6 separate regions of the Mus musculus genome follow, and regions 1, 2, 3, 5 and 6 are each linked to region 4. Evidence: chromatin contacts called from public HiCAR-type and HiChIP or PLAC-seq data. All regions are on one chromosome and are shown on one strand. The core of a region is the stretch at or near the end of the contact, and the rest is flanking DNA. Distances in the headings are between cores, read along the strand shown. Region 1 holds the start of Cops2 (COP9 signalosome subunit 2). Region 2 overlaps Galk2 (galactokinase 2). Region 3 overlaps Galk2 (galactokinase 2). Region 4 has its middle 150 kb from the start of Dtwd1. Region 5 overlaps Galk2 (galactokinase 2). Region 6 holds the start of Fgf7 (fibroblast growth factor 7).

Region 1 (4,864 bases), core at 1,514-4,013, 440 kb before region 4:
TTTAATCAATCAATTAACTAAAACGGAATCATGAAGTTCAGCCTCCAACTCATTATGTGGCCAAGAATGGCCTTGAGCTTCTGATGCTTCGTCCTCTCTCGACCTGAAGTGATACAGGACGCTGCCACATCCAGTTCTTCAGTGCTAAAGACCGAGCCCAGGGCTTTTGGAATGTGAGGCCAGCACTCTACCAAGTGAATGAGCCCCACCTCTCATGCAATATTTTAAATGAAGTGATAACTAAACGTCTAACAACCACATTTAAAAAAAAAAAAAAACAGAACAAAACAAAAACACTAGCGTGGCCTGGTATTCCAGGCCTATTATCCTTACTATTCTAGAAGTTCAGGGCAGCCTGGGCAAAAAGTAAAGTTTCAAAAGGTAAAAAGAATGAGAAACCTCCTTAAAACAGGATGTCAACCTTGTAGACTTTCTATAAAAAGAAACAGATAAAGATCCAGGCAAAATAATTACTCAAATAAAAGAAACCCATCTCTAGCAGCTATGGAATGACAGCCACCCTCATCCTTTCAAACACGCAGGACATGGGCATCAGTTACCAGAAAGACATCACGTGCCAAAAATTTTAACTGTTAGTAAAAGAGATATAACACCTTTCACTACTTGACATATAGCTGGGAATCTAGAATAGTATCTACATGAAAAATGGATGAGAAGAGCTATTTAATTTCACATAATGCCCAGAGAAGAAAATAAAAATTTCATTAGTTTTGCAACAGTAAAATCTTAACTCTAAGTTTTTTTTTTTTTTAAAGCTGAAACAACTGCATATTCAACTTTATTTAGGATACATTTAGTATAGACATAAAAATGCTGGGAAAGCAGTCATGTTCAAACACTGTATGTCTAATTAGAAAGCTTCCAAAGCAGGGTGTGCTGATGCATGCCTTTACTCCCAACACCTAGGAAACACACTGAGCGCCAAACCAGCCTTGGCTACACAGTGAGACCCTGCCTCAAAACAAAGCAACAAACGTCCACAAATGAGTAAAGTCTAACAGAATATTTCAAAGATTCTCATTTTCATTCCTACACTGTACTTTTAAGTTAATCCCAGTGCTAATATTCATTTATCTAAAAGTTCATGTATTTCATAGACTATTAGGAAAGGAGGTAAGTGAAAATTTTAAAAACACTACCAGCTAAAATTACAAACATTCAAAAGAAATATCTGACAATTTAAAAACTACTTGTAATGGAAACAAAAGCAAAACAAGAGTTTAGTATCTGTTTACAACTACCTTGTGATTGAATAAATAACAAAATTCTGTATTGAAATCACCAAGCATCTACTATGACTCTCCAGTCACAGCACTTCCTTCTGCAAAATATGTCTTTCTGTAAAATGAAAACCTTTTTTAAAAATTGCAAATGATTTACAGATTCATCTATACAAAGATGTTACACCATTACCTCAAAATAAAAATATTAATGCTTTGAGAATGTGACACTTAAAAGAAAAGAGGGCCTGGAGAGATGGCTCAGAGGTTGAGAGCACTGACTGCTCTTCCAGAGGTCCTGAGTTCAATTCCCAGCAACCACATGTGGCTCACAATCATCTGTAATGGGATCTGGTGCCCTCTTCTGGTGTGCCTGAAGACAGTGTACTCATATACATAAAATAAATAAACCTCAAAATTAAAAAAAGAAAAGAAAAGAAAAGAAAAAAGACGACCCAGACTTCTCCAAGCATGTACACCACAGCTTGCACTATCATCGGATTTTTCTAAAAACCGAACAATTGCTTCCCAATTAAGAAACAAAACTGACACTAATTTTGGGATCAAGATAATTTTCTTAGTTCTTACACAGGCATGCGTTTTGGACTATCAACATAAATCATGGGGTACAGTTTAAAACCTGTAAATCCATTCACAATTAAACCTTAAATGGAAAAGAAATCACCAATCAAACTAGGCAAGTTTGTTTACTTTTATGCCATTGATGATTCAAACACGGATGCTGGGAAATTTCTTAAATCAAGGAAAAAGATCATTGGTTCCAATTCCCTTAACCCCTACCTTTCCCCAGTCCAACCAAACAAAAAGCAAATCTTTCTTCGGAGCTTGTCATGTTTTAGAGGACGGGACGAGTCGTTTAACTACTCCTCCTACTCTTGCTCTGAGCCTTAACCTGGGACCCAAACTGACCCTGGGCGAGACTCTTAGGCTGTTTTGGGGGAGACTCCCGAGTTTCGCAGTCAGGTCTGGGAGCAGGATGGACCACCCCCCTCTTCCAGTTTTCACTCTTCCAGCATCTGGCACCGGCTCAGGTCCAGAGTGGAGAAGAGATGGGCCCCCTAGGGCCCAGACCTAAGCGCCGGGCCGTGGAGGCTCGGTGGCGGGCAGAGAGGCGCCGAGAACCGGCCGCGGCCAGTCACCCGCGCTATCCCTGGGCCCAGCGTCCAGGGCGGCCCCGCCGCCTCTCTCCCTCTCTTCCCAGGCCCCACAGGCCCGCGACGCCAGGCGAGGAGGGAAACCTGTCCCTGGGCAGGGCGGAACCGGGCCGACGAGCCCCGGGAGGGAGCTGCAGCCTCTCGGCCTTGGCACCACCGCCACATCCCACTTCCAGCCCCCGCCCGCTCCCTGCGCCTCACCAGGTCGTAGTCCTCCTCATCATCGCACATGAAATCATCCTCCATGTCAGACATCTTGGCCGGAGGGGGGAGGGGGAGAGGAGAAATTAGAGACAGCCTCCTCCCACAGTGCTCCGCGGCCCAGAAGCGTCACTCCCGAGTCTCCTCGTCTTCCGGTCTCTCCAGGAGAAGATAAAGCTCATTCCGGAACTAAAGCGCTCGACCCTGAGATGATTTACTACGGCTCCCAAAGGGAGGGCACAGCCGGCTCTTCCTGAGCGACAGTTTGTGTCTTAGCAACTAAGCGTAGCAACTACGAAATCGGGCGTTGCGGGTCCTATCTGAGGGGCTTCGAAAACCTTCTAGCTGTATCCAGCGTCCTAGGTGAGGGAACTGTCTCCTTCCTTGCCTGGGACTCTGGAACCGTCTGTTTCTAATGAAACATGCCCGACCTATCTGAAAGGTAGCGTGCCTCTACCATTGTTATCTATGTGTTTTCTTTCAACACCCTGTAGTGGTGTTTTTACAGTGGTGTATTTACAGCAACACAATTGTCTAGTAAAGTTATGTTTGTAGTTAACAAAAACAGTTCTGTGGATATCCCGGTTTGGATATGCACTAATCAATTGTTCAATTATTTAATGAATCACAAACGTGCATTAACTGCTTTTAGGATGAAATGAAAGTAACAGTTGGTGACAGATTTTTTAAAAATGCATTGTCGCAGAAAACCATTAGAGTTCAGAGTGAAGAAAAATGTGGAAATAAGGCAATCCCCCTTTTTGGAGAAACCTTCCAAATTCTGTACACAAATGCTATAAAGTTATAAAGTAGATATAGGTTAGAATTTAGGCCCAATTGTTATCTATACAGATGAATTAAACATGCCCAAATTACCAAAGGTAAAAACAAAAAAACAAAACCAAATCAAACAAAATTACCTGATTTTATCTTCATCATGCACAGCTGATGTTGAGCACAGTTCAGCATTAACATTCACACCTTCGGGTTGAATCCTTACAGACCCCGCTTGGCTGTGCTCCAGTGACTTCTGAAGTTGTACCTGATGTCATTACCAGCTTTTCTCTGAATCCACTGGAGAACAGGATACTTTTGGTTTTGTTTCTAAGCCAGAAATTGCTTGGTTCTAAAAATCTTGTCAGAAGACGTTAAGGTCAACGATTGTATTATTTTTATATTGAAAACACTGTGAACACAATTTATAGCTGTACATTCAGAATGTTAAAAAATAAGTCTTCAAACGATTTTGCATTGTATATCATTAACATTGATTTTTTTTTCTTTTTTTATGTTTTGAGCTGGGGGAAGAACTTAGCCTTGTGTGTGTTAGGTAAATGTTCTATTGCTGGGCTATCCCTCTAGCCTAACACCTAATTGTTACTTAGGAAAATATTAGAAGAAGGAATTTCAGATGGCTTAAAGAAGTAACCATTCAAGGAAACATCATTTTGGTCACAGTTTTCTAGCAATAATATCACCTTTCTTATAACCACACAGTTTTACTAATAGCCTTTTCTATCAACACTTTATCACAAGAAATTTTAAACTTAAATACATAATAAAGGATAGCATCATGGACACAAGTATACCAACTCTCAGCTTTAATGTTCTGTATTCCCTGGGTCAACTTAAAGATACATATAAAGCAACATATGTGCAGCTATGTGTATTTCCTAAAATCGAAGACATTTACCTGTGCAAGCATAGCATTATCATTACATATTAGACGGACAATTCCCCTGAAGCTATTTAACTTCAAATCCTTGTTCAAAACTCCTCTACTGAATATAAAAGTTTAGTTTTGGAATGGCTTTTAATGATATCATCTTAGAACTCAAAACTCCAAAAATACTGCATGAATCTGTACATGTAATTTTAAAACAAAGCAAAGCCTTCCAATAAGTATGATGACTGTCACCATGCCAGTTTATTGGGACAGATCAGACTTAGGTCCTGGTGCTAGTAACTAATAGTACTCACCATTCTTAGGACTTAAGGTAATAAATCACAGTTACCCTACCCATGTTTATAGTTTTTCCAAAGAACATAGCAAATCATAAGGGGGTTGAGTTTTATTCATGTGTAATTTCTTAAATACAAAATTTCAAGGGTATGATTATTTACCATGCCAGTTGTTCACATATGTAAAATGGCATGCTGATTTACTGCGAATTTATTTACATAATTTGCCTTACTCAGACAATGGGAAAAGACATGAGTAATCTGGCACCTAGGAACATAAAGAAA
Region 2 (4,958 bases), core at 1,033-3,532, 400 kb before region 4:
TAGGCATGCAGAGCCTAGGCATGCAGAGCCTAGGCATGCAGAGCCTAGGCATGCAGAGCCTAGGCATGCAGAGCCTAGGCATGCAGAGCCTAGGCATGCAGAGCCTAGGCATGCAGAGCCTAGGCATGCAGAGCCTAGGCATGCAGAGCCTAGGCATGCAGAGCCTAGGCCTGCAGAACTATTCAGTCTTTACTTGTGAACCAATTCTTCCAACTGCCAGGCTCTTTTGAAGATCATGAATAATATAACTAACTCAGTTTTTAGACAGGATCTCTTTATGTATCTCAAGCTATCCCCCAATTCACAATCCTCCTGCTGGTGAAGTTTCTGGAGTGGGGAAGACATGCATTATAGCTAGAGTAGAGGTAGCGACAATCAGGGTTCAGGTCTGGGGAACAAGAGTGAGCGAGGCACGAGCACTATTGTTGTCTACTGAAGAGAAAGAAGAGTTGTCCAAGAGGTAGGGAAAACAGAAAGGATGAACGGCAAAGACAAGGAAGACAATTCTTCGTGATGTGAGTGGCAGGGTCAGCTGCTACCAAGAGGCCAAGAAGGTAAGGCCTTTGTAGTTTCCATGCCATATATCAGGGATGGGCTGCAGGATCTATGGGAAGTAGGAAAAGAAGAGTGTTCATTAGCTATGAAAGTCTGTCGATGCATACAAAAAAGGGACGGCACTGTCTAGAGGGAGGGCTGAAGTCAAAGACTTCACTTTTATATAATTAAATTTTATTATTATTATTATTTATTTATTTATTTTTGAGACAATGTTTTTCTGTGTGGCCCAGGCTGTCCTGAAACTCACTCTGTAGACCAGGCTGGCCTCGAACTCAGAAATTCACCTGCCTTTGCCTCCCAGGTGCTGGGATTAAAGGTGTGAGCCACCACTGCTCAGCAATTAATATTATTTTTAATGACTAGTCAAGTGCAGTGGAGAGAATGGGGGGGGGAGAGAAAGTGTTTCATTTTTATTTTTATTTTTTTAAGGGGAGGATTGGTAAAGCTTACTATTCTTTTTCTGACCCTTGATATAACTATCTGAGGGAAAAGTAAAAAAAGATAAAAAAGAACACTTGAACTTTTAGAATTAAATTTGGCTCTCTCTATTTCCCCACTTAAGAAATAGCAGATGTATATATTTTTATAGTACTATCTGAGCCCAGTGCTCTTACCCAGAGGGAAGGGCATGTGCGTCCTACTTCCTGATCCTCTAAGTAGTCCTGACCACACCTGCACTCATCTTTGCAAGGGGAGCGAAATCATGAAGAGGGGTTTGGTGGTGGTGGTTGTTGTGTTCTCTTGCTAAAATGAGACACAATCTTGACTGAAAGAAAATGGTATAATTTTCTCAGAGTCTTTAAGTGCCAACTCTACATGTGGCTCTTAACATCATCAGAGCACAAGAATTCAGTGAACTGTAGATATGAGATAGTTCAAAATTTCCCTTTGTATTAGCATTTCTATTAGTACCCTGGTAAGAACCACATAGTGTACAGAATAAAACTGAGCTCAATAAAGGGAGTGTTTATAGAGTTACCAGTTTGGGGAATGGTCTAGGAAGGGCTCCTGGGCTAGATGCCACATGGTTCAGGAGCAGCTTTGGAACCTCACTGTTGAAGTCTAGCAACAAGGGAATGAATGCTAGGGTAACAGGAATGGGAATGACAAAGAGGGTTGTGAATGGGAAGATGTCTGCAGAGGGCAATCTCCTGGGGCCAGAGCATACTGTGGGAAGCAGGGGCTGGGGAGAGTGATGAGGATAATAAGTGTGTTTCCTAAGGATACCAGGGCCTGCAGGGATCCGTGACTGAAGCTATTCCAGCTATTCACATTGAATAGGTCCTGTTTCGCTGCACTCATTATAAGTAGATGTGGAAATTATTCATTAATAAACTGAAGTTTTCTGGGTGGAGGCTAGTGCAACAAAATGTCCCCTTAAGCTAGACTCCAGAGAGTGGAAGTTATGAATGGCAGCGGTAAGTGCTAGATAAGCAGACAGCACAGGAAAATACTCAGGGCAAGGGAAGGCCCTATCCCCAAGATAGGCTTTCCTGATTTCAGGATGTCAGAATGAAGGCACATCCTCTCTTTCACCATCCTGTACTCAGTCTCTGAAGGAGGGAAATTAAGAAGCATAAACACAAGTTCTATCTTTGATAAACCTGAAACCACAAAACACAAAGATGGAAAGTGGACGAGAGAACGGTTGCATGACTTAGCAGAAGGAAGAAAGGTCAAAGCTAAGTGCCATGGGGAGGAGACATAGATAGAAGCAAGCTGACTCATCCTAGTCTCAGGGAAGGATAGAAAGAAAGCGGGGTGGAATGACAGGGTGGTGTGGTGTGGTGTGGTGTGGTGTGGTGTGGTGTGGTGTGGTGTGGGGCAGTGTTCTTTTTTGAAAACTAGTTAGAACCTCGAAGCTCTGTCTTACCTGGGACCATCCCAGCCTATGTGTACCGAAAGGTCCCTAGAGAAACATGGGGTACTTTCTGAAGGCTGCAAATGGATTTGGTAACTGGGAAATGACATGCTATTTTGCTTCTGAACAGTGAAGTTTCTAGTTCTCGATGCTCAGGTCAGCTCCAGCACACTGGCAGCCTTGTCATTTCACACCTTAGCAAGAGTACCAGAATGTCCTTGGAGGGAATGTAATGGGCCCATGACATGCAGTGTGACCCTGTCACGGTGATTTCCAAAGCTTTGTGTTTACTGACTCACTCTGAACTATGGTAAGGCATCCAAGGATAGTCAGATTTTGGAAGAAAACATCTCAAATAAAACAGACAGAATAAAAAGGAGAACACAAGGATGAATAGGGCCAACAATGCTGATAGGAAAGGAGACATTGTGTCTTCAGGCTGATGAGACTATGCTAAACTAAGTGCCTGGTTAAAGAACAGACACTAAGACCTTTCATATATGAAAAATGTAATCACTAACATATAAAATTTAGTAAGAGGATTGGAAAATTATCTGGTAGCATAGGAAATAAAAACAACTAATAAATGAGTGAAAAATAAGAAAATGTGTGAATCAGTTCCAGAAAATTCCAACTATTTAGAAGTAGCAGTGAAAGCAGCCACTAGAAGCAACAGTTGTTACCCCAGTGACAATGTGTTTAAATGCACTTAAAACCAATCACAAGTCTGGTTTTGATAAACCAAAGAGACATAAGTAATCCTTTGAGATTTGGTCTTTTGCTATGTATTGTGATGCTAAATACTGGCCCCTAAGGTTGCCCACAGGGATGAGAGAATCTGCACACCACACAAAGTAACACTATGTGACGTTGCTCCTTAGTTTAAAACTATTGGTTGAATAAAGATGCCAACAGCCTGTAGCTGGGCAGAAGAGAGATAGCTTCCCCATACCCTAAATATATAAAATGTAATATTTAAAAAGGGCTGCCTGGTATTAGCATAATAAACAAGGAAGGCCCCGCCAAAGCTGCTACTGGGAAGTGTAAACTCAAGAGCTAAGAGTGAAGGCAGAGGAGCTAGAAGGGTAAGAAAGCCAAGACATTATAGGCAGAGGGTCAGGGAGGGACATGCTCCTCAAGATGGGCATTGGACACAGCAATGGTCTTAAAATGTCAGCAGATTTTAAACTGCCCTTTCAAATGAAATACTCAGGTGTGAGGATAGAGTAGAACACTGTGAGATAGACTAGTAACACTGGAAAGCTGGAGGGATATAACCTCCCCAAACTTGGGAGCAAACTAAGAAAAAAGACAACCTGGGAACTAGGAAATGAAAACCTAGTAGGTCAGACATTGTCCTGTAGGTCAGAATCAGCACAGAGCAAGCCAAAAGTGGGATGGGGGAGAAACAGGACTTGTACATTTTACCATCAAAACAAGTAATCTAACTTAACCACAAGCAGAAATGGGTTGGGAGATTTTTTTTCTTTTTTCTTTTATTAGGTATTTTCCTCATTTACATTTCTAATGCTATCCCAAAAGTCCCCCATACCCTCTCCCCCACTCCCCTACCCACCCACTCCCACTTTTTGGCCCTGGCATTTCCCTGTACTGGGGCATATAAAGTTTGCAAGTCCAATGGGCCTCTCTTTCCAGTGATGGCCGACTAGGCCATCTTTTGATACATATGCAGCTAGAGTCAAGAGCTCCGGGGTACTGGTTAGTTCATAATGTTGTTCCACCTATAGGGTTGCAGATCCCTTTAGCTCCTTGGGTACTTTCTCTAGCTCCTCCATTGGGGCCCCTGTGATCCATCCAATAGCTGACTGTGAGCATCCACTTCTGTGTTTGCTAGGCCTGGCATAGTCTCACAAGAGACAGCTGTATCAGGGTCCTTTCAGCAAAATCTTGCTAGTGTGAGCATTTGGAGGCTGATTATGGGATGGATCCCTGGATATGGCAGTCTCTAGATGGTCCATCCTTTTGTCACAGCTCCAAACTTTGTCTCTGTAACTCCTTCCATGGGTGTTTTGTTCGGGTTGGGAGATTTTTTCTAGTGCTTGTGTAAGGCTTGGGGATGCTTCCATGGATAATGAAGCTATTAGGCACTTATTAACTACAAGAAGAACAAAAAGACAAGACATGCAAGAGTTTTTGAAGTGTTTGATGTATATATAAGCAATAGTCTCAATAATTGATATAAGGAATAAAGTTTTTGATCAAGATTTTCAGCATAACTTCATTGAAGAAGTTGGGAAGGATAAGGGAAGGTGGCTTAAAGAGAGGCCAAGTCCTCATTTTCTGTACTAGGGCAACAGTTATAGATGAAGTGGCTGGTCATGGTGGCATGCATCTTCAACTCCACTACTAGGGAGGCAGAGACAGGCAGATTTTTGTGTTTGAGGCTAGCTTGATGTACATAGAGAGTTCCATGCCATCCAGGAACTCTACATAGTAAGACCCCCCCCCCCCCCAAAAAAAAAAAAAAAAAGAAAGAAAAGAAACGAAAAGTTTAGGTTAAAAGAATCCAATCATTTGG
Region 3 (4,427 bases), core at 1,248-3,747, 360 kb before region 4:
GACAGTTGCCTTCTACTCTGAATTTTCCCCCTCTGACTCTTTCTCACCATCAGCTTTCAAAAACTAATTGATTTAGATTCATTAAAAGTTGGAGTCTTGTAGAGCATTTGAACTAAAATGAAAAACATTCGAAGCAAACTCAATAGAGATTTATAACCATTGCTTGCGTAAATGATACTTTTAAGTGAAGCACATTTTTATGTTTTTAAATTAACAAAATGACCAGGAATCTTTAGTGGGTACAAAATATTTCATATTTTATACATATTTCATGGCTTAAAATTTTCCAGAAATATTGTATGTCTGTTATATTGAGGGATAAAATACGTGACGCCAATACTCAACACTATGGGCAGACCCACTATGGGGGAGGTCGCACTGGGAGGTTATAGCACTGCTCTGCCACATACATAGCCTCAGCTCTTTGCTTGGGGGGCTGCAATAGGGTGGGTATAGTGCTGCTTTGCTACATAGCCTCAGCTCTTTGTGGCAATATGAGAAGCAGTGAGGTAGAGAGCTGTCATGACACTTCAAGAAAAATAGTGTGATTCTTTGGAAGGCCTGTCTGGCTGGGTGCCACCACTCAGCCAAGTTCTTTAGCTCCTGTCAGTTTGTGGTCAGTATGGAACTGGTTCTTTGACTGGTGGTAGAATGTGCTGAGAAATTGGCACAGTATTCTCGAGGCTTTGACAATTTCCTTGAATCTGAGCAGAAAACCCAGATACTCAAGACTGCGGTCAATTTCACTCATTCTGTGTATTCAGTAGAGCATGCTTTGCCAGGACTCTAGTGAGTGTCATTGGCAGAACACAGGGAGTTCAAGCTACAGTGAGGAGGCAGAGGGACGGGTGGGGTGGTCTGGGCAGTGAACCTGGAAAGGGGGAAGCCCTCAGTGCTGCGCTGGCCTTGCAAGCAGTAGGGAGGCCATTGATGCTATAGCAGGAGCTTTGAAGAACCAGTTCATTGGTGGCAGAAACACATCATTTGGTTGAAGCGAAGTGGATCATAGAGCATCAGAGAGGTGGGATACAAAGGAAGAGACACAGTCAGGTGTAAACTGTGACCCCAGTTCTTGGGGTGATGAATCTGGACAGCCAGAGCTACAGAGTGATATCCTGTCTCAAAACAGAAACAAAGAAGGAAAACTACACCCAACTGAGAAAACAGTGCTTTCTGGGATTGACTTTTTGTTTTTCTTTTTGGCAGCCTGCCTTCCTTTCTTCCTTCTTTCCTCCCTCCCTCCCTCCCTCCCTCCCTCCCTCCCTCCCTTCCTTCCTTCCTCCCTCCCTCCCTCCCTCCCTCCCTCCCTTCCTTCCTTCCTTCCTTCCTTCCTTCCTTCCTTCCTTCCAGCTCCTCATTCTTCCTACCCCATATTACTGGTTCCTTTCCTCCCCCTCAAATAATTCTCCCCTCTGCTTTCATGTCGCACATAATTCATTACCCCACTTAATTTCTTCCTCTCCTCCCATGATCCCCTTTCTAGTTTTCAGCATGTATGCGCACATTTAAATCAGTATTTTACATACAAGAGGACACATGCATTTGTTTTTCTGTGTGTGGTGTTTTGTTTAACATAGTGTTCTGTAGCTCCATCCTTCCCCCTATGAATGCTGTTGACTTCATTTTTTCTTTATGTTTGAAGAAAAGTCCATTACATATATGTACTACATTTTCTTATCTATTCTTCTACTTATGGACATCTTAGCATGGCCCGTTTCTTTATTATTGTGACAAGTATGACAGGAAACATGGATGTTAAGGTATCTCTGTAGTATATCGTGTTAGAGTCCTTTGGGTATATGATCAAAAGTGGATTATGGGAGTACATGCTCCATGCTTTCCCCATTGATTGGCTAGTACTACTAAATGTAATAAGGAAGCCGGAGAAGTGAATTCTGACAGCTGTGCCCCTGTAGTGGGCTCCATATCCTTTCAGTGCCCATGCCTTCTGTCAGATCCCTGGCCATTATCAGCAAGAGTGTTTGCTTGATGTAGGAGAGTGCTTAGTATTTTAGTTTGCAGCTAGGACATCCTGTAAGTACTAGGGAAGTTCATACCCTGAGAGCAGCCCAATGAGTGATGATTGTGAACAATGGGAAACATTCTTTGTCTTGCTTTCAGGCAGACACAGCTGAGGTTTACACATCCCAGTCTTTGAAGGGTGTCACTTCACACTTCTCTGTTGACCCCCCAGACGCACAAATTCTGTCCCTCATTGGCTTGCCTCAAGGCCTACTTAGAGGGACCCCTTACCAATGCAGGGTCTTAACCTGCTTATTCCTACCTTTTCACATCACTGGGGACAAAGCACTGTTGCCTGCTCAGGATCCTCCCTGAAGCAGTATGTGATGTGAACCTGTCATGTTTGCTGTGGTGAAAGGGGGCAGTGAATGTTGAAGAACTGTTATCTCTAAGCTTCTCAGTGGGAAACTGTGAGGAAATGACCTGCAGCCCTGACTCATAATCCTGCCTCCCAGATGCAAAGTGTGCCAGCCACGAAGGCAGCAGTGACACACTCCCTCATTAGGTTCTGTCTCTGAGCAAGTGATCTCACCCACTCTCTCCTCATCTGCAAGTCATCTTTCTGATTCCTGAGCCAAATTTCCAAGGGCTTAAGTGGCTTTCCCATTTTGCTCTCTCACAGCAACACGGCAGCTCATTGGTTAAGCAGCTGTGGTTGTGAGCACGTGAGAGATTCCATTCTTTAATTGCAATGCACACCAACTTGGCTCAGCAGACCCATTAGCTGAAAGTGAAATGGACGTCAGTCTAACAGCAAACTGGGATATTGCTGGAGTGAATTAGTACCTCTGCCCACAGGGAACAGCAGTGTAGAGGCTCCCTTTGGAAGCAGCCTGTGGGCTGCAGGCATGCCTTGCAGAGTGGTCACACAAGTTGCTGGGCAGGATGTTTTTTCCAAGTGTCTAGGACAACGTGACTGGGTCAAGTAAAGGCGGAGATGGGAACTATCAGAGGGAAGTGCTTTTTCTTCCCTCTTCTTTTTTTTATCTCTCACTTTTTTTTAGTAATATTTTTAAATTCAGTCTTTGAAAATGTGATAACACTTATACAATGTACTTTGATCGTATCTATCCACTACTACCAACTAGTGCCCCCATCCTGTCTCCCTGTCTCTCTCCCAACTTCATGCTGTCCTTTCATTTTATTAATTTAATTTAATATCCACAGTCATCTAGCTGAACTTGAGGCTTACTCCCTGCCTGCTAGCTTTCATAATCTTGGAAGTTACTCTACAAACTACTTTGCAGTGTTTGGGGGCACAATAAGCATCAAGTCTTACTTAGCTGTGAACTCCACTCTTACTCAGCTGTGAACTCTTTGACCATGTCAGACAAGGTGTACCCACTGATGTATTAGTGGCACAACGGTTCTGAGAGTAACCCATCACTCTCTGATTGGCTTTGCGGCTTGCTCCACAAGATGGAATTTATACCTAGTACTGTAAATCTGGCCAAAATTCTATGGCTGAGGAAGTCAGGGTCTAGGAGTGAACTTTTTGCTCTTGTTTGGCTAAATTGTTATGGTACCAAGATGCCTTCTAAAAATTCATTTAGGAGGAATTATAGATAAATGTTATTTCCAGCCATAAGCAGAGATGCTTCTCTGCAGGGACTCATGGTTTTCAAGGTATTAAGAATATGCAAAGATTGAGTACTCAGCCCTAAACTGGACATTTATAACAATATTTCTATGGCATAAGAGATTTTTGTTCAAGGAGGTAGAAAGAAAATAGAAACTAGAAGGAAAGAAGAAGGGCTAAGACATTTGACATGGCCAAGGAAGTCATAACCTCAGAGCAACTTTGGCTGTCTGCAGTGGGCCTTTATAAGACTGGGCCTGTCATCAGTTAATGGATTAGGAGGGACTCATGGGGCCCCATCCTCAGGCTGAACTGTCGCTACTGGTGGTTTCTGGTGAAGAGACAGTCATTGTTTTCAGGTGTGTACCCACAGAGGCTCCCACCAGGCTCCAATGAATAGTTCCCCACACATGGTCACACAGATGATCCTAGTTAAACTCTGAGTCTCAAAGACAAAAACAAAACAAGAAAAAACAAAGACATGATTATGGGAGAAGGACTTGTGGGGACAGGGGAGGTTTAATAGAACTGGAAGGGAGATTAGAGAGGCTGGGGCTTCACTGATCAGAAGAGACTTTATACATGTGTGAAATTGTTAAAGAACAAACTCAATAAAAGTAATAGAAAAGAGGAACAAAAACTGAAAAGAAAAAAATGATACTCTGTTCTGTGAAATAATTGAACAGCAAAACAATTGTATTGTCTCTGTTCCCAGTTCTCCTTTAAAATCATCTGTTTCAAGTATATGAGCCAGGGTTTTTTGGTTTTTGTTTTTTTTTTTTTAAATATGATTAACACGTTTGAAAGCTTTAGCTAGTAACATTTT
Region 4 (4,375 bases), core at 1,691-4,190:
TTGTTTGTTTTTTCATTAGAGTTTGTAATTTCGTCACTGTGGGGAGCCAGGACAGGAAGCAGGAGGCAGAAGCCATGGAGGAGTGCTGCTTACTGACTGGCTCTTTGTGACTTGCTTGTTTTCTTATGCATCTCAGTCCCATTTGTCCAGAGTTGGGATCACGTAGAGTGGGCTTGACTCTGCTATGTCAAGAAACAGCCCGAAGACTTGCTTACGGGCAACATTACAGGAGGCATTTTCTCAATTGAGAGAAAGGCCCTCTTCCCAAATGACTCTAGCTTGTGTCAAGTTGACAAGAAGCTAACCAGGACATAGGAATACACCAATATTCAGCCTTTGAGAGCATGTTTACAAGAAATTTGAACCACCTAAAAATGAAAACATAAATGCCCTGACTTCTAAGAGTTTCTCTATATTGGGGACTCACAGCAGGGTAGGAAGGAGCTTTGCAAGTCGGAATCATAACACAGTATAAACAAAATAGCAAGCCTAATCTGTAAAGACCATGAGAGAACTGAAATTGATGAGCCGCATACGGAATATGGGACAGATGTGTAGGATGAATCTCACTCTTGATCATGGTTCCACCCACACCACTTTTAAGTCTCTGCTTGGCTTCCTTCTGAAATGTTGTCTTAGTTAGGGTTTCTATTGCTGTGATAAAACACCATGGCCAATTGCAACTTGGGAGGAAAGGGGTTTATTTCATGTTACAGTTATAGTTCATTAGCCAAGGAAGTCACAGTAGGAACTTAATGTAAGAACCTGGAGGAAGAAGCAGATGCAGAGATAATGGAAGAGTGCTGCTTACTGGCTTGCTCCTCATGGCTTGCCAAGTTTGCTTTCTTATAACACGCAGGATCCCCAGCCCAGGGGTGGCCTCATACACAATGGGCTGGGTCCTTTCACATCAATCACTAATTAAGAAAATGCCTTACAAATGTTGCTCAGACTTGCCAACAGCCCAATCTTGCAAAGAGGCATTTTCTCAATTGAGGCTCCCTCTTCTCGGTTGACTCTAGCTTGTGTAAAGTTGACATAATACTAGCCAGTACAGATGTGCTGTGGCACAGCTAGGAGAGAAGAAAGAGCTCATAAAATAGGAGACAAAAGTCCCACAAAATTCATAACAGATGACAAAGCCGAGGAGACTAAGGACATGGTGTTGTTCTCCTTGGGAGTGATTCAGCCATCTTGATCATTTTATATGGAAATGACAGAAGATAGAAGACACATGTGACTCAAGCCTTCTACTCCTTTCTGGCACTCAGTGAACAACCTGAGAAGAGGTCACCCGCCATACAGGAGCTCTTAATCCAGAGAGTACTCTAGAATTTTCCCCAGAAGCCACCACCCTGTGAACTCAAATGGGACTACACAGCATAATCTCTTTCCTCTCCCCTCTAAATTTAGGGTGCAGCCAAGTAGTGGAAATGGGCCCAGAAGAATAGCTCCTGGAAGTCTAGGAAGCCGAAGCAGAAGAGGCACTCTATGAACTTCTCAATGGAGGCCTCTACTCAAGAGTGAGTGTACTTGGACATCCTCAGAGATGCTTGGAGATCTCTTCTTAAATGTACTGCTGAATATTCAGGATTCCAACTAGTCTCAGGCAACAGAGGAACTCTTCAAATGCAGGCTTATCAGATTCTGGGCTCAGATGCAGCCATCTTTGAGATGAAAACATGTGGAATGTGAAGGCATATACAGGTGATCACCAACAAAAGTGGCCACCTTTTGTTAACTCTGTTCCTGGCACATTGCCATGATAGTCTAACTTTGTTACCTTGATCAGTCTACAAACAGAATCCTTTAGAAAGGTACCATTGTCTCTTTTGCAGGTTGTAGTTGCCTGCAGCCACACTAACTGGGTTCCTGAGTGGGAGGCAGGAGCTGTATGGGAGAAAACGGTGAGAGAAATAATGGAGGCCAAGACATATTTCTGTTCAAGGCCCCAAGTTTACTAAGAGTCTGTACTTATAAAGACAGGAGGCTCATCCTCTGACAATCCGTTCTTGATGCCTGTTACCAGCCTGTAGGCCATCTGCCGGATGTTGTCTCAGACCTGCTGTTTCTGGAATATCTCAAGGGCCTCTCAGCAGGTACCAGTGTCTTGGAGAAGAGCAGCAGCAGATGACAGAACAATAGAGCCATCTAGGTCGGAAGGCTTTACCCCAGGTGGTCTCATTCTCAGTGGCAGCAAGGTCAAAGTCAGTCTACTCCAGGCTGGGGGAGGCTACAGCAGGTAGAAGAATCAAGACCCAAAATGAGTGAGAAATCTTCCCAAGAAACTTGTAAGAAGAAGTGGAGTTTTCACTCTGTTGGGTCACTTTCTGGGACCAGTAGTTTTATTCCATCATTCCTCCAAGAAGGCTTTTGTGATTTCCCCATTTGTTAGGCATATATCAGATCTGGTGGCACTTACATTACAGGCTTTAAATATTATGTAATAATTACTTAAGATGCCCTATGACAGTATAGCAACACTATAGCTGGTACATAGTAGCCAGTTGATGCTTACAGAGTGAAGAATGTACACCAAAAGCATTTGTCTAGAGTTATAAGTCATGAGCTGATTTCAGAGAAAATTAGCAACCATGCACAAGAGCCAAACTGAAACTCTCCCCCTGCCTTCCCTCTGGCCCTAGAGAGGAAGGGTATTTGTCTTGGAGACTTGTACCCAGCCTCTTCAAATACCAGAGGTGAATAAAGGCCCCTAGAATCCAGGACATTTACCTCCTCCAGTTAACCACATCAGAACATTCTGGTCTAATCAGAGCCTATGATTCTAGCTATGTTTCAAACATCTTTCCCCACAGACTGGGAGCCAAGGGAATGACTTAGCATGACTCACTAGGAGTCAAGGGAAAGTGAGTGCTGCTGTGGTTTCTCCTCTTGGTTGAAAGGTCAGCTGGTCCCGGGATGGGCACCCCATGGGGTCTGAATTGCCAGGATGACATCTTTTCTCTCCTCATTTATCCTCATAGCTCTCCCTTCTTTACCCCTCGGAACTGAATGACACCTCAGGGGACTTATGTCTGAATCATACCAGGAGGTCAAGAGTGAGGAAATAAGAGATTTGGACAGACATCCTTCCCTCAGCTAAGTGAATAATAGTCCTAGTAGTCATAATAACCAGCAGTCATTGACGTGTGTGGTATGCCAGCCACTGCACTAGGAGCTGTAATGCATAGCAAATGTGAACTCTCTCCTCTGTTGGGTACCAACCATGATTCTCACAAGCAGGATTCTCACAAGCACCACCTCTTTAATACTCACAACAATCCCATGATGTGGGTCCAATTATTATTACCATTTTACAAAATGGGCATAACTACACACACACACACACACACACACACACACACACACAGAGAGAGAGAGAGAGAGAGAGAGAGAGAGAGAGAGAGGCAGAGGGAGAATAACTTTATTAACTTGCTTAAGGCAAGCAGAGCTAGAAGAGGAGGTAATGGGACATTTAGAACCTGGTTTGGGAGCTTATTAATGAACTTATTTAAATATCTGATCTTTGCCAAGATAACTAGGCTTCCTATTTCACAGATGATGAAGCTCCGTGTCAAGAGTGTTAGATGTTGGCATTACCTTAGTAACAACTAACTGAGAGGGGTGGGGTGAGACTCTATTCTGAGTTCTTTCCATAGCATCATGCTAAACTAAAGCTCCATTGAAATACATCACAGAAAAAAAGTAATTTTTACAAATCGTCAAAGAAGCAAACTCCTCGGAAACAGTTTTCTGAAGTCTCTGGGGACTCTGACTCTGTGCGGGACACCTTTTTCTCAGCAAGCTGATGTTTCACCTTTCTTTCTAATTAACAACCCTCCCAAAGATAAGGCTTTGTGAGGCAAGCCTGCACCAGTACCGACCAGTGCAGGCAGCATGTCTCTTTGAAGTTGACCTCCAATCCCAGGAAGGAGCTCAAAGATTGGGCACCGGGGAGGTCTCATTGCACTTGTTGACCCTAAGCTCAGACAGAGAAGCTAAGATCTCAAAGGGAATTCCACACTTGTGTACTCTCTTCCTTCTGATACCCAGCTCACTTGCTTGTTTATTAAAGAATGAAAATGAATAGAGAGAACGTAGGTAGCCTTATTACCTCCATGATAACTTTAAGAACTGGCATTGGTGATTCCTCTATGAGCTGGGCCAGTTCCTGGCCAGTGTTCTTAATCTCTGGCTCAGATGGGGAGTTGCCACTTGCTTATTTCTTGCCTCTTGGAGAACCATATTTGCCTTGATTCCCCTCCAGGCATGTGGTTTGAGTTACCTTGTCCCAAAACAGCATGTGTGGCTCGTTCTGTACCATGTCCATAGGAGACTTCACAAAGGCTTACGTATGGAAAGCATTTGGGGCCGT
Region 5 (4,844 bases), core at 904-3,403, 330 kb before region 4:
AAAAACCGAGCCAAGGACTGGCTACATAAAACCTTAGGGAAGCCAGGGTAATTAATTGTGTTAGGTTGATAATGACAGTGTATCCTTATTTTATGAAGAGTTATAGTTAAATAGGTAAAGAGAAAATTTAGGTCATGTATAATCTTTCTAAAATGCTTCATCAGGATAGGAGTTGACACACATAAGGAAGGTGATAGCCTGTGCTGCTGTAAGTCTCTGCTGTGCTATCTGTGTAGACCAATCCTACTGACATCTAATGTTTTCACACCACAGCAGTTGCAGGGACCTCTCACCCAATCAGCACTGCTCTGCACTCACAGAAGTGTGACTTCATGGTCTCCCTTGATGAAGCTGTAAGCTACAATAGGCCTGGAAACTCAAGGTTCTTAATTCATGGGACATGGTGTTGATTTTACTAACTGTGGGAGGTGATGTCATTCAAAAGTAAAACTGAAACATATGGAACCTTAAAGTTGATATTTTAAAGTTTTTTTTTCAACTTTAATTTTTGTGTTTTATTTTTGTTTGTTCCTATTTTATTCTTAAAAAAACTTTGAAATTATAATTACATAATTTCCCCTTACATTTCCTACCCTTAAACTGTCCCATATACTCATCCTTGCTCTCTCTCTCTCGAATTCATGGCCTCCTTTTCCATTAATCGTTGTTGCATACATATGTATGTGTGTGTACTCATAAATACATAAATGTAAGCTGCTATGTTACGTCCTTGTCTTTTAACTTCAAACTTTATAAAATAGAATAATATTATAGTACAGTTGCTAACGTCTGTTTCTTTTTTTTCATGATGTCCATTCTACAACTTGTGTTGTATTAAACATGTATGAAAAAAGCAATTGGCACCCATCTTGGGAACATGTGTATTAGTTCCTTTTTTGTTGCTGTTTAACATGGTTAAAACACCATGACCAAAAACAACTTAGAGAAGAGAATTTATTTTGGCTTATGGTTGTAGAGAGTCCATAATGGCTGTTCACCTCTTCTCTGCACAGGAAGCAGAGGAGAAGCAGGAAGTGGACAAGGTTATAAATAAGTCCCCAAAGCCTGCCCCCAGTGATGGAGTTCCTTCATCAGGATTTCTTAAGAATTTTATAACTTCTCCAAATGTGCCATCAACTGTCACATGAGCCTTTTGGGGAATCAGACCATGACATATGTCAGTTTGCCTTCCTTTTTCCTTTCTGACTTGGAGATGTTGGTGAGTAGCTGCCAACATTCCCCATGCTGTTTCTTCAAATGATGTGGTTCTGGAGAGGCTTGCTGCCAGTGTTTTGTTGGTAAAGATTTCCCCTACTCCTTGGGATGTTTTGACACTGTCCTAGAATAAACCATTTCCTATTTCTGTGGAGCTGGCTGTGGGGACAGCGAATTGATAGCATAGTGTGGGTGACTCACATGACCTGGCTATCAATGGAACAAAACATGTTTTGTGTCTCTCCACTTATATTTAACCAGTGGCTTCCATCTATCTATCTATCTTTCTTTCTTTCTTTCTTTCTTTCTTTCTATCTATCTATCTTTCTTTCTATCTTTCTATCTATCTATCTATCTATCTATCTATCTATCATCTATCTATCTATCTATCATCTATCTATCTATCTATCTATCATCTATCTATCTATCTATCTATCATCTATCTATCTATCTATCTATCTATTTTCAACCACATTAGGTGTCAGCAGTTACAGATTTAGTAATAAAGGGAACCCTGCTGGCTGTTCCCTTCCCTCTGTCTCGATCCTCAGTTAAACTGTCAATGGTAGCTCCTTGGCTTCCTTCTCTTCTTAAACAAAACAACAGCAAGTCCAGATGAAAGTAGTTTGATTTTGAACTGGGGTTAAAAGTAAAAGTGTAAAAAAAAAAAAAAAGTAAAAGTAAAAGTCCCATTTTTATCATAATTAACCCTAAACACCACTGGACTCTGCCATGAAAGGCACCGCTGAGGTGATATGGAGTGAGCATTGCTTTCGGGGTGCATGGAGCTAAGAAATTCAAGGTGGTGGTGCTACTTCAGGACTCTTTGAAACCTTTGCTGAGCTCTGAGAATTAACCACGATGAGGAGTGCATAGGACCAGATGAGAGCGTAGACTTCGAGCATGGTACAAAGTCAATGATTTCCAGCTGAGCCCCTCCTGGCCCCAAGGATGATGTAAGATGTAATCCGAGCCTTCAGAATGAAGTCAAGTTTTGACATTGAGAGAGAGGGCAAGAAGTGGTTCCTGTGTGTGATGAATGAGTATATCCAGAAGCAAAGACTGTTAGAGCAACTGCAGATGGGGCAGTTTGGCTGAAGGAAGAGGTCCCTCTGGGGCCGAGCATGGACTATGGTAAACAGTGGGAAAATGGCTGTGGACTGAGGAGTAACTGACACAAGTGCCCTGTGCGGGGGAGCTTAGCCTGTCAGTGTTGACTCAAATGCAGTTTAAAGAAAGGCGTGACCAAGACAAAGATATTATGTTACAGCCAAGGGATAACTCTTTGTGATTATTCTCTTCCCTCACATTTCTTGCTAATTTTCTCTCATCCTTTAGCTTTAAAACAGCAAGGAGCCCCCTGGTGTGATCCCTACTGATGAGCTGGTGGGGCTGAGTGCAGAACTCAGGGTATAGACAGAAGCAGCGGTCACAGAAGTCCTCACAGTAGGGACAGCCTACAAGGACACAGAATGGTCATGCAGAGAGGAAATTTCTCTCCCAGTTCTCAAAGAACAAAGCCAGAGGTTCCTGAGAAGTAAATCTCATTTCTGAGCCCAGGAAATAGAGCCCATGAGGTAGCAAATTGGGGCACAGCTGGTTGTCACAGCTGATGGACCTCTGCAATCACATCCTGCTCTCTCCTAGTGGCTCACCTGAGATCCACCACACCAACTCCCACTCTAGTCTGAGTGTTTCATATCCTCAGGAAGGCCTCCCTCCATTGCTACCCCAGGAATGAGCCAAACATGATGCAGCCAATGCAGTTAGATAGGCTTGTGTTACTGTAGTTGACAGTCATCGAGGGCATTGCAGAATCAGAGCTGTTCCGAGAGGATAATAAATGCATCTGTGATGGGTTTCAGAGATAAGCACTGTTGACATGTAGTGCTTTCTGTAGGCTGCCATGCGCATACATATGCATGTGTGGACCACGGTTAGTGCCAGTTATACACAGGCTATTGTGTTGACATTTCTCTCAATGTTGAACAATTTCCTGTGTAGCAAATTGTCCAAGTATTTGAGTTTTAATAGCCATAATGTTTTTTTTTAAATGAATGTAGCATTTTTTTTTCAGAAGGTTCTCTGTTATTAGCTATTTGGAGTGTTTATATTTTGGCTATAGTAAAAAATACTGTAGCATATAGTTATATTAAATGTAAATACAGTTACATACACATGTAAGTAGTTGTGCTTATCAATTTCTCTAGAACTATTTGACAGTCCCACACATGTTTATAATGAATATTCATAATCTCACTTTAAGTTCTGTCTCTCATCTCCTCCTGATGATACCCTCTTCCCCAGCAAGTCTGCTTGTATACTGGGATACCTTTCTCTAGACATCATTACTGAATGTGCATCTTCAGGAGATCTGCTAATGAGTCTGCTCATCTCTCTAAGCTGCTACAAATGCTAGAGGTTGTGCCTTTAAGGCAGATGGCATGGAGGATATGCTCCATACTGCCACCTCTTCCTTGCCATGGTAAAGTTCGGCGTGTGCGCCATTGTTTGGGTGTGTTGAGTAAAAGAGGAAGATCTTAGATCAGTATTCAGGAAGAAGTGACTTTGATTTACGTTTGGATTTAATCAATTACACACTCAGTGAAAATAGAGACCTTCTGAAAACCCCAGGTACTGACAGTGAAGACAGAAATAGAAGCCACTAAAATTGTCTGTTAAATGGTTAGTTAGGTGTGGTGGCTCAGACCTGTAGTCCCAGCACTGGGGCGCCGCTGAGGTAGGAGAATCTTGAATCAGCTAGCCTGGGCTACATCACACACACACACACACACACACACACACACACACACACACACACACACGAGTCTTTCTTGTCACTGGATAGTCTTGTAACCCTTTCTTGTCTTTTTCCCCATGTGTCTCCTGCAGAACTCACCTTTAAGCTCTACCAGCGGGCCAAGCACGTGTACAGTGAGGCTGCACGCGTGCTGCAGTTTAAGCAGGTATGTGAAGATGCGCCAGACAACGCAGTCCAGCTGCTGGGGGAGCTAATGAACCAGAGCCACAGAAGCTGCCGGGACATGTATGAGTGCAGCTGCCCTGAGCTGGACCAGCTAGTGGACATCTGCCGGTGAGCTGAGAGGGCCACGTGGGAGCTAAAACATGCCACCAGGGAATGTTGGTGCAATGAACAAAAACCCGTATTCTCATAATTTAGATGAATCCTTCCTGTATGAGGGACCCCAGTCCTCCTGATGTAGAGCTCCCATGTTCTTCCTGCATGTCTGCAGAGTGGCTTGAGACCCGGCTTTATGGGGCACAGAAGTCAATCTGAAACCAGTTTCATTGTTAGCTGATTAAACCTCTCAGGAAGGCAGCTGTTCTCTGACATGGGCATTTTATGTGTTTCGGAAACCCCTAGGAACCCAATGGAGTTCTGTCTAGAAGAGAGTCAAAAAACGGTCTTGACCTTGAGAGTTCTGCTGAAGGAGGTGGGCTGGAAGAATCACTTGGAAAGCCCCTCTTGAACTGCCATATTTATTTTGGGCAATTAGGGGAAATGAAGACCAAAGAAAGGCCAGTTTATAAACTTGGCTATGACAGAAGTGTAAAGAGAGAGCATCTTTCACAAAATCTCCAGACCTCCCTGTAATTGTGCAACAATG
Region 6 (5,084 bases), core at 1,662-4,161, 270 kb before region 4:
TAACCTAGCATCTGGCAGCACAGAGTTATTGAATAAATATTTGTTCAATGGATGAATCAAGATGATAAGTAAGACTGGTTGCACAGTATGATCCAGAGTCAAGACTGAATTTATATATTGAAACCACACAGGAAATGATGAAGACAAATCTAGTGTGGGGTTAGTTGTAGAAATGTGGATGGAATAGTTTGGAACAATGTCAGATGTAAGGCACAACATATACATAGTCATTTTTATAAGTAGAATTCAACCTTGTCCCAATTTCAAGAGTGTCTATCCTACCTGGAACCAGAAGACAGATGTCTAGACAGCTTTTGGAAAATAGCCCTACAGCTATATTTGTATACCATAAAATGACATATTTATAACTGCATTCATTATAATAGTTCCACAGTAAAATATATGGGTAAAAATGAAATGTTCATAGAGGTTGGCTATGCACATTGAGATATACCCATTCAATGGAATAGCATGCAGTGTAGAGAGTGAGTGAGCTTTCTAAATGCTGAGATAGGAGATTTTGTATTTTTACTAAATAAAAAGCAACATGTATAACTCTCTCTCTCTCTCTCTCTCTCTCTCTCTCTCTCTCTCTCTCGTGTGTGTGATAATACTTCTTTGTATGTAAAAGAACAGGGTATAAAATTCTCCTGTATATATGTGTATAGCTTTTGTGTTTAAGCATGGTAAAAATGTAAACTGAAATATAAAATTCCATAAGTCAAAGTTTCTATCATTTGTCTCTCCACAGAATGAAGGCTGTGATGAAGACTGGTTAGGAAAAGCTAGGAAGTTCATATAGCAACTGACTGCATCAAAGAAGTTCTATGAGTTTTTCAATGATTTTCAATGCAAATTTATTTTAAATATCTTTATTTTTGTATTTGAAATACAAATTCCCAAACACGAGGGGCAAGGGCGACACACTTCTTCTTTTTGAGATACGCTTCTATTTGAAGCTTTTCAGGTGACAACATTAATCTTTAAAAGTCAATAGATGTAGATCCTTTTCTTATGGATTTACAATGCACAAGGTGGAGATATTTTCAACTAAGGATGAAGCTACCGTTATCTGGAAAGAGCACAGAGCAGGGAACTCTGCTGCTCTCTTCTGTATGTGCTTTACAGTAAGGACAGAGGATGTCTGCCACTGGGTAACTCACAAGGACAAAGAGAGCAGCTGTCCTACAGATAGCTGAACCGCTAGCCTAATGAGAACCATTGCTAACAAGTAAGGGTCTCAAGGACAGGAATGAAATTCCCCACCCCGTCTTGGTCCCATCACTGGAAAGTAATCAATAACTTCGAAAGGAATTTAAACTGATACAATTTCCTGCCTGACTGTAACCTGCTCAGTGACATTCCTCAGAGAGTCATTTTATACCTTGGCTCCAACATTGCGAACACTCCCTCCCCTGCACATTGTAAAGAGACTGGGCATTCTGTAGTGTGCACTGAGAACTGACTGCATAACCTCCATTTCTCTATGGAACGTCAACTCGTAAGAATTCTGAATCTGCTCATTACTAATGTCCCCGCCCCCGGATGGTGGGATATCACTAAGAACATCATCATACCTTCTGTCCTTTCCTATTCCTCCCTGGGAGAAAAATCATGGGATGTTCTGAACTCTCTGGCTTTAAATAGATACAGTTATAGAACAGCACACCCTCCTCTGCTTTGAAAGCCTAGTGCTTTAATATTTCATGAATCGAAGACAACTGTGTATGTTTGAAATATGGGGTGCTGTTGACTCTGCCCTCTGTAAGCACAATGGGAAAGGGAAGAACAATCACATCCAAATGATTCAATTTTGGGTCTCTGTCTCTATTTGGTCTACCTGCACCACCTGGTGGTAGTGTATGTTAAGTGCGAAGTTGTGTGTGTGTCTCTCTCTCTCTCTCTCTGTGTGTGTGTGTGTGTTTTGCAGGTACAAGGAAAAGAGAATTTTAATGTATGTATTCTTAAATATTCATTTAGGGTGGTGATACGATGGCTCCATACTAAGTGTAAGATACAGACAGTCACAGTCTTGCTCAGTACAGGATAGGCACAAGCTCAGGCTGGAAAGCAAAAGGACTCTCTTGTATCCATTAGCTATTGGCCTTATTATTCCTGGAATTATCAGTTATTTTTTATGCTATTGCTCTCAGGAAGGCACAAGTCAAATACTAAGGTGAAACCATTTTTCTAAAAGAATGATAGTTTTGCAAATTATGTGTCCTTTGCTTCTGTGTGTCATCCTTTGAAATAAATCACAAGACAGGATGTTAAAACGGCAGCACACCCTAGCCTGATTAGACGTGGCCATTGATTTGATACCTGAAGCAGCAGCTGAGCCATGGGGAAGTAAGGGATGGAGCCAAGGCCACACTGTTTGTTAGAATCCCAGTCCGGTAAGAAACTAGGTCTTCTCAGCCTAAAGACTCACACCCAATTGTGCAAGATCTGTGAAAAGATGTGTCCTTGCCTAGGGATACCTGCTTTCAGGCCCTGAGCCTTGGGTTGCTCTAGTGCTCTGAATTTGAAGGACTAAAAACATACCCTCACTTACCAACCTCCTCCGTGCCAATGTATTGTAAAGATCATCTAACATTTAAGAAGCCCTTATATATGTTGTAGGGACATATGTTTTTCACAGACTGTACAGCTTCTGTGTTTAAAAGGTCTAACATTTTCCTTTCTCTTTGTAACGGCTTGGGAATCAGAGGTCTGTTTCCACAGCGTGAATGCCCACTTGTGGATTTAAGCCGAAGCCGTGTCCACAGCTCCCCCTTACGACCACTCAACAGTGTACAAGCCTCCTAATTCTGCTGTTTTAGACAACGAACAGCTCACTGGTTAAGTTTTAATTGCTTCCAATGAGGTCAGCAAAGGTATTTATTGAAAATCTCTGAATAAAAGGCTCCACGCACTCACACAAGCGCACGCGCTCACACACGGAGAAAATCCTTTTGCCTGTTGATTTATGGAAACAATTATGATTCTGCTGGGGGATTTCTCAGCTGAGAAATAGTTTGTAGCTACAGTAGAGAGGCTCAAGTTGCACGAGGCAGACAGCAGACACGGAACTCTTGTGTACCCAGCTGTTCCAAACAGAACAAGTAAGTTACTGTTATTTGTCTTTAAAACAATGCTCTTTTCTGAAAGATTTTCTCTTTCTGTGGTTATTGTCCTGGGGTGGGGTCAGGGGGGAAAGACTTTTGAGCTGTGAAAATATCTACAGAAATTGTGCTGTAGTACGGACGGATGGAAGGAGACTCTTGAGGTTCTCCAGGGCAATCCTGACACTTAACTTGAAAAATCTGGGTAGTTTAAGGGAAAATAATTATAAAGCACAAATGTAAAAGCATAGACTAATGAATTCCAGGGAATTCAACTTCAACTTTGTCGATAGAGGCTGTAAAACTTGATTTAACTCAATAGCTGTGAGTACACAGTGTTTCCTGACAAGATAGCAACTGGAATGAATGGTGTGGTTTTCTTGTGGTGTCTCCTCACTAACGCATAGCGCTTCTGAATCTATGTGCAGAGTGGCAGAGATGCTCACGTCCTCTGTGGGAGCTGTTTTAAACGTGCTTTCAACATTTAACTACACTGACATGTTAGACTATCTAACTACTGAAATTTATACATACAATTTTTTTTATCTCCCTCTCCTCTCCCCCTCCCCATTCCTAATCTCTCTCTTCGAGCAGAAGTCAAGGAGCAACCGCACTGCAGCAACTGGCCTTGTCACGACCTGTTTCTATAAGGATATACCTATCAGCTGTGTTCCTGAAGGAGGAATCGTGTTATTGGTATCAGAAGCTAAAAGATAAGGTTAACAGTTTGGAAAGAGCGACGACTTTTTCTCTCATCAATCTCCAGTTCACAAATAGGAGGAGGCCCATGACCTAGGAGTAGCAATCAACGCAAGATTCAATTCTCATTATGTTATTCATGAACACCCGGGGCACTACACTATAATGCGCAAATGGATACTGACACGGATCCTGCCAACTCTGCTCTACAGATCATGCTTCCACCTCGTCTGTCTAGTGGGCACTATATCTCTAGCTTGCAATGACATGAGTCCGGAGCAAACGGCTACGAGTGTGAACTGTTCCAGCCCCGAGCGACACACCAGAAGTTATGACTACATGGAAGGAGGGGATATAAGGGTGAGAAGACTGTTCTGTCGCACCCAGTGGTACCTGAGGATTGACAAACGAGGCAAAGTGAAAGGGACCCAGGAGATGAAGAACAGCTACAGTAAGTGATGCCTTTATCACAGCCCTGCTTAGCTCTTTAAGGTTTGTCTAAGGTTCACTTTCCAGTGCTGTGTTCTCCTTTCCTATGGGGGCAAAAAAAAAAAATCAGTGTCATATATCAAGTCCTAATTTTTCTACCTTGGGATTTCTGCACTAACTCCCTAAAATATCTCTGGTAATAGGGCAAGTGTCCTCACCTTATGGTTGGAACTGATATAGTTGGAAAATACTCTGTGGCTTAAATCCAAACTACTGGTTAGTAAGAAACCATGTCAGTGAGCACGCATGCTCATGTGTGATTGTTTCCCTAGCAAAGCTCAGCAGCGGTGTGCATAGAGCTCTCAGTAGGTGTTCACCAAACTACCAGCCAGGAGTTTAAGGAGCAGAGGATGTATCTGTCTTTATTAGTGGTGTTGCTTTTGAAAGGACTCTGCCATGGTACTAACCGGTTAAGAATCTACTTCCTGAGCACCAAAAACTGTGTGCTTCTAAAACAGAAGGGAGTCGGTGATGCCCTGGAACATCTTTAAAAGTCTAATGAGTTTGTTTTAGATTCCTTAACTCCCCACCCACAGGTAACAGACCTTTTTTAGCAGTTTCTTTATCAAGAGTCTGTCATGTTAAGTCTCTTGCTAATTTAAGAGGAACATAACCTTGAGGAAGCAGAGCTGAGTTGGAAGGCAGGTTGGGTCGGGGACCTTCACCTGGAGCACCCCACTTTCCTTAGACCCAGTTGTTTTTTTACCTTAAAATGCCAGGGCTTGGGTTTTCATTTGATGGTTACAGTTAGTAACTAATCTCAGTAGTATTAAATGCAATGGCATAAAACAC

The links. HiCAR-type assays count read pairs that join an accessible place to other places. HiChIP or PLAC-seq counts read pairs in DNA pulled down with a chosen protein or histone mark.
Region 1: a FOXA1 HiChIP or PLAC-seq map of pancreatic cancer cells shows a contact between it and region 4. The contact joins the promoter of Cops2 here to the enhancer-like site in region 4. A contact is called at or near these places in 1 of 39 promoter capture datasets (second pharyngeal arch cranial neural crest), 1 of 484 Hi-C or Micro-C datasets (B cells), 5 of 115 datasets of contacts at active chromatin or transcription factors (embryonic fibroblasts, embryonic stem cells, epiblast stem cells and 2 more) and 1 of 9 other capture datasets (adipose tissue).
Region 2: a contact with region 4 is called in an H3K27ac HiChIP or PLAC-seq map of the NIH/3T3 cell line, with 8 times the contacts expected there. The contact joins two enhancer-like sites. A contact is called at or near these places in 3 of 484 Hi-C or Micro-C datasets (adipose-derived mesenchymal stem cells, embryonic fibroblasts and ventricular fibroblasts) and 2 of 115 datasets of contacts at active chromatin or transcription factors (the NIH/3T3 cell line and fibro-adipogenic progenitors).
Region 3: a HiCAR-type map of fibro-adipogenic progenitors shows a contact between it and region 4, with 4 times the contacts expected there. The contact joins two enhancer-like sites. A contact is called at or near these places in 1 of 484 Hi-C or Micro-C datasets (embryonic fibroblasts) and 3 of 115 datasets of contacts at active chromatin or transcription factors (embryonic fibroblasts, fibro-adipogenic progenitors and pancreatic cancer cells).
Region 5: a FOXA1 HiChIP or PLAC-seq map of pancreatic cancer cells shows a contact between it and region 4. The contact joins two enhancer-like sites. A contact is called at or near these places in 1 of 115 datasets of contacts at active chromatin or transcription factors (pancreatic cancer cells) and 1 of 9 other capture datasets (embryonic stem cells).
Region 6: a FOXA1 HiChIP or PLAC-seq map of pancreatic cancer cells shows a contact between it and region 4. The contact joins the promoter of Fgf7 here to the enhancer-like site in region 4. A contact is called at or near these places in 9 of 39 promoter capture datasets (the 3T3-L1 cell line, 3T3-L1-derived adipocytes, Sertoli cells and 4 more), 8 of 484 Hi-C or Micro-C datasets (3T3-L1-derived adipocytes, the C2C12 cell line, adipose-derived mesenchymal stem cells and 3 more), 3 of 115 datasets of contacts at active chromatin or transcription factors (heart atrium, pancreatic cancer cells and vascular smooth muscle cells) and 3 of 9 other capture datasets (adipose tissue, liver and macrophages).

What each region holds. Positions count from the first base shown.
Region 1 is chr2:125,856,319-125,861,182 of GRCm38.p6, forward strand. Cops2 (COP9 signalosome subunit 2) reads right to left here and starts at 2,764. Exons shown (of 13, transcript NM_009939.3): 1 at 2,618-2,764. The coding sequence starts at 2,671. It also overlaps a transcript of Galk2 not described here.
Region 2 is chr2:125,898,974-125,903,931 of GRCm38.p6, forward strand. The region is part of intron 5 of Galk2 (galactokinase 2); the gene reads left to right. Among named protein-coding and RNA genes, the nearest start is that of Galk2, 35 kb to the left of the region's middle. Within about 2 kb of position 2,283, at least 58 of the 459 cell types and tissues checked have an H3K27ac peak or open chromatin away from gene starts, as enhancers often do. A contact at or near this core is called in the NIH/3T3 cell line, adipose-derived mesenchymal stem cells and embryonic fibroblasts, where this site is marked.
Region 3 is chr2:125,938,749-125,943,175 of GRCm38.p6, forward strand. The region is part of intron 7 of Galk2 (galactokinase 2); the gene reads left to right. Among named protein-coding and RNA genes, the nearest start is that of Galk2, 75 kb to the left of the region's middle. Within about 2 kb of position 2,498, at least 64 of the 459 cell types and tissues checked have an H3K27ac peak or open chromatin away from gene starts, as enhancers often do. A contact at or near this core is called in embryonic fibroblasts, fibro-adipogenic progenitors and pancreatic cancer cells, where this site is marked.
Region 4 is chr2:126,300,466-126,304,840 of GRCm38.p6, forward strand. No RefSeq gene overlaps it. Among named protein-coding and RNA genes, the nearest start is that of Dtwd1, 150 kb to the left of the region's middle. Within about 2 kb of position 2,941, at least 51 of the 459 cell types and tissues checked have an H3K27ac peak or open chromatin away from gene starts, as enhancers often do. A contact at or near this core is called in the NIH/3T3 cell line, adipose-derived mesenchymal stem cells, embryonic fibroblasts and 3 more, where this site is marked.
Region 5 is chr2:125,971,153-125,975,996 of GRCm38.p6, forward strand. It overlaps Galk2 (galactokinase 2), which reads left to right. Exons shown (of 10, transcript NM_001291002.1): 9 at 4,108-4,309. Among named protein-coding and RNA genes, the nearest start is that of Fgf7, 61 kb to the right of the region's middle. Within about 2 kb of position 2,154, at least 31 of the 459 cell types and tissues checked have an H3K27ac peak or open chromatin away from gene starts, as enhancers often do. A contact at or near this core is called in pancreatic cancer cells, where this site is marked.
Region 6 is chr2:126,031,747-126,036,830 of GRCm38.p6, forward strand. It overlaps Fgf7 (fibroblast growth factor 7), which reads left to right and starts at 2,912. Exons shown (of 4, transcript NM_008008.4): 1 at 2,912-3,104; 2 at 3,699-4,254. The coding sequence starts at 3,969. The region is part of intron 11 of Fam227b (family with sequence similarity 227, member B); the gene reads right to left.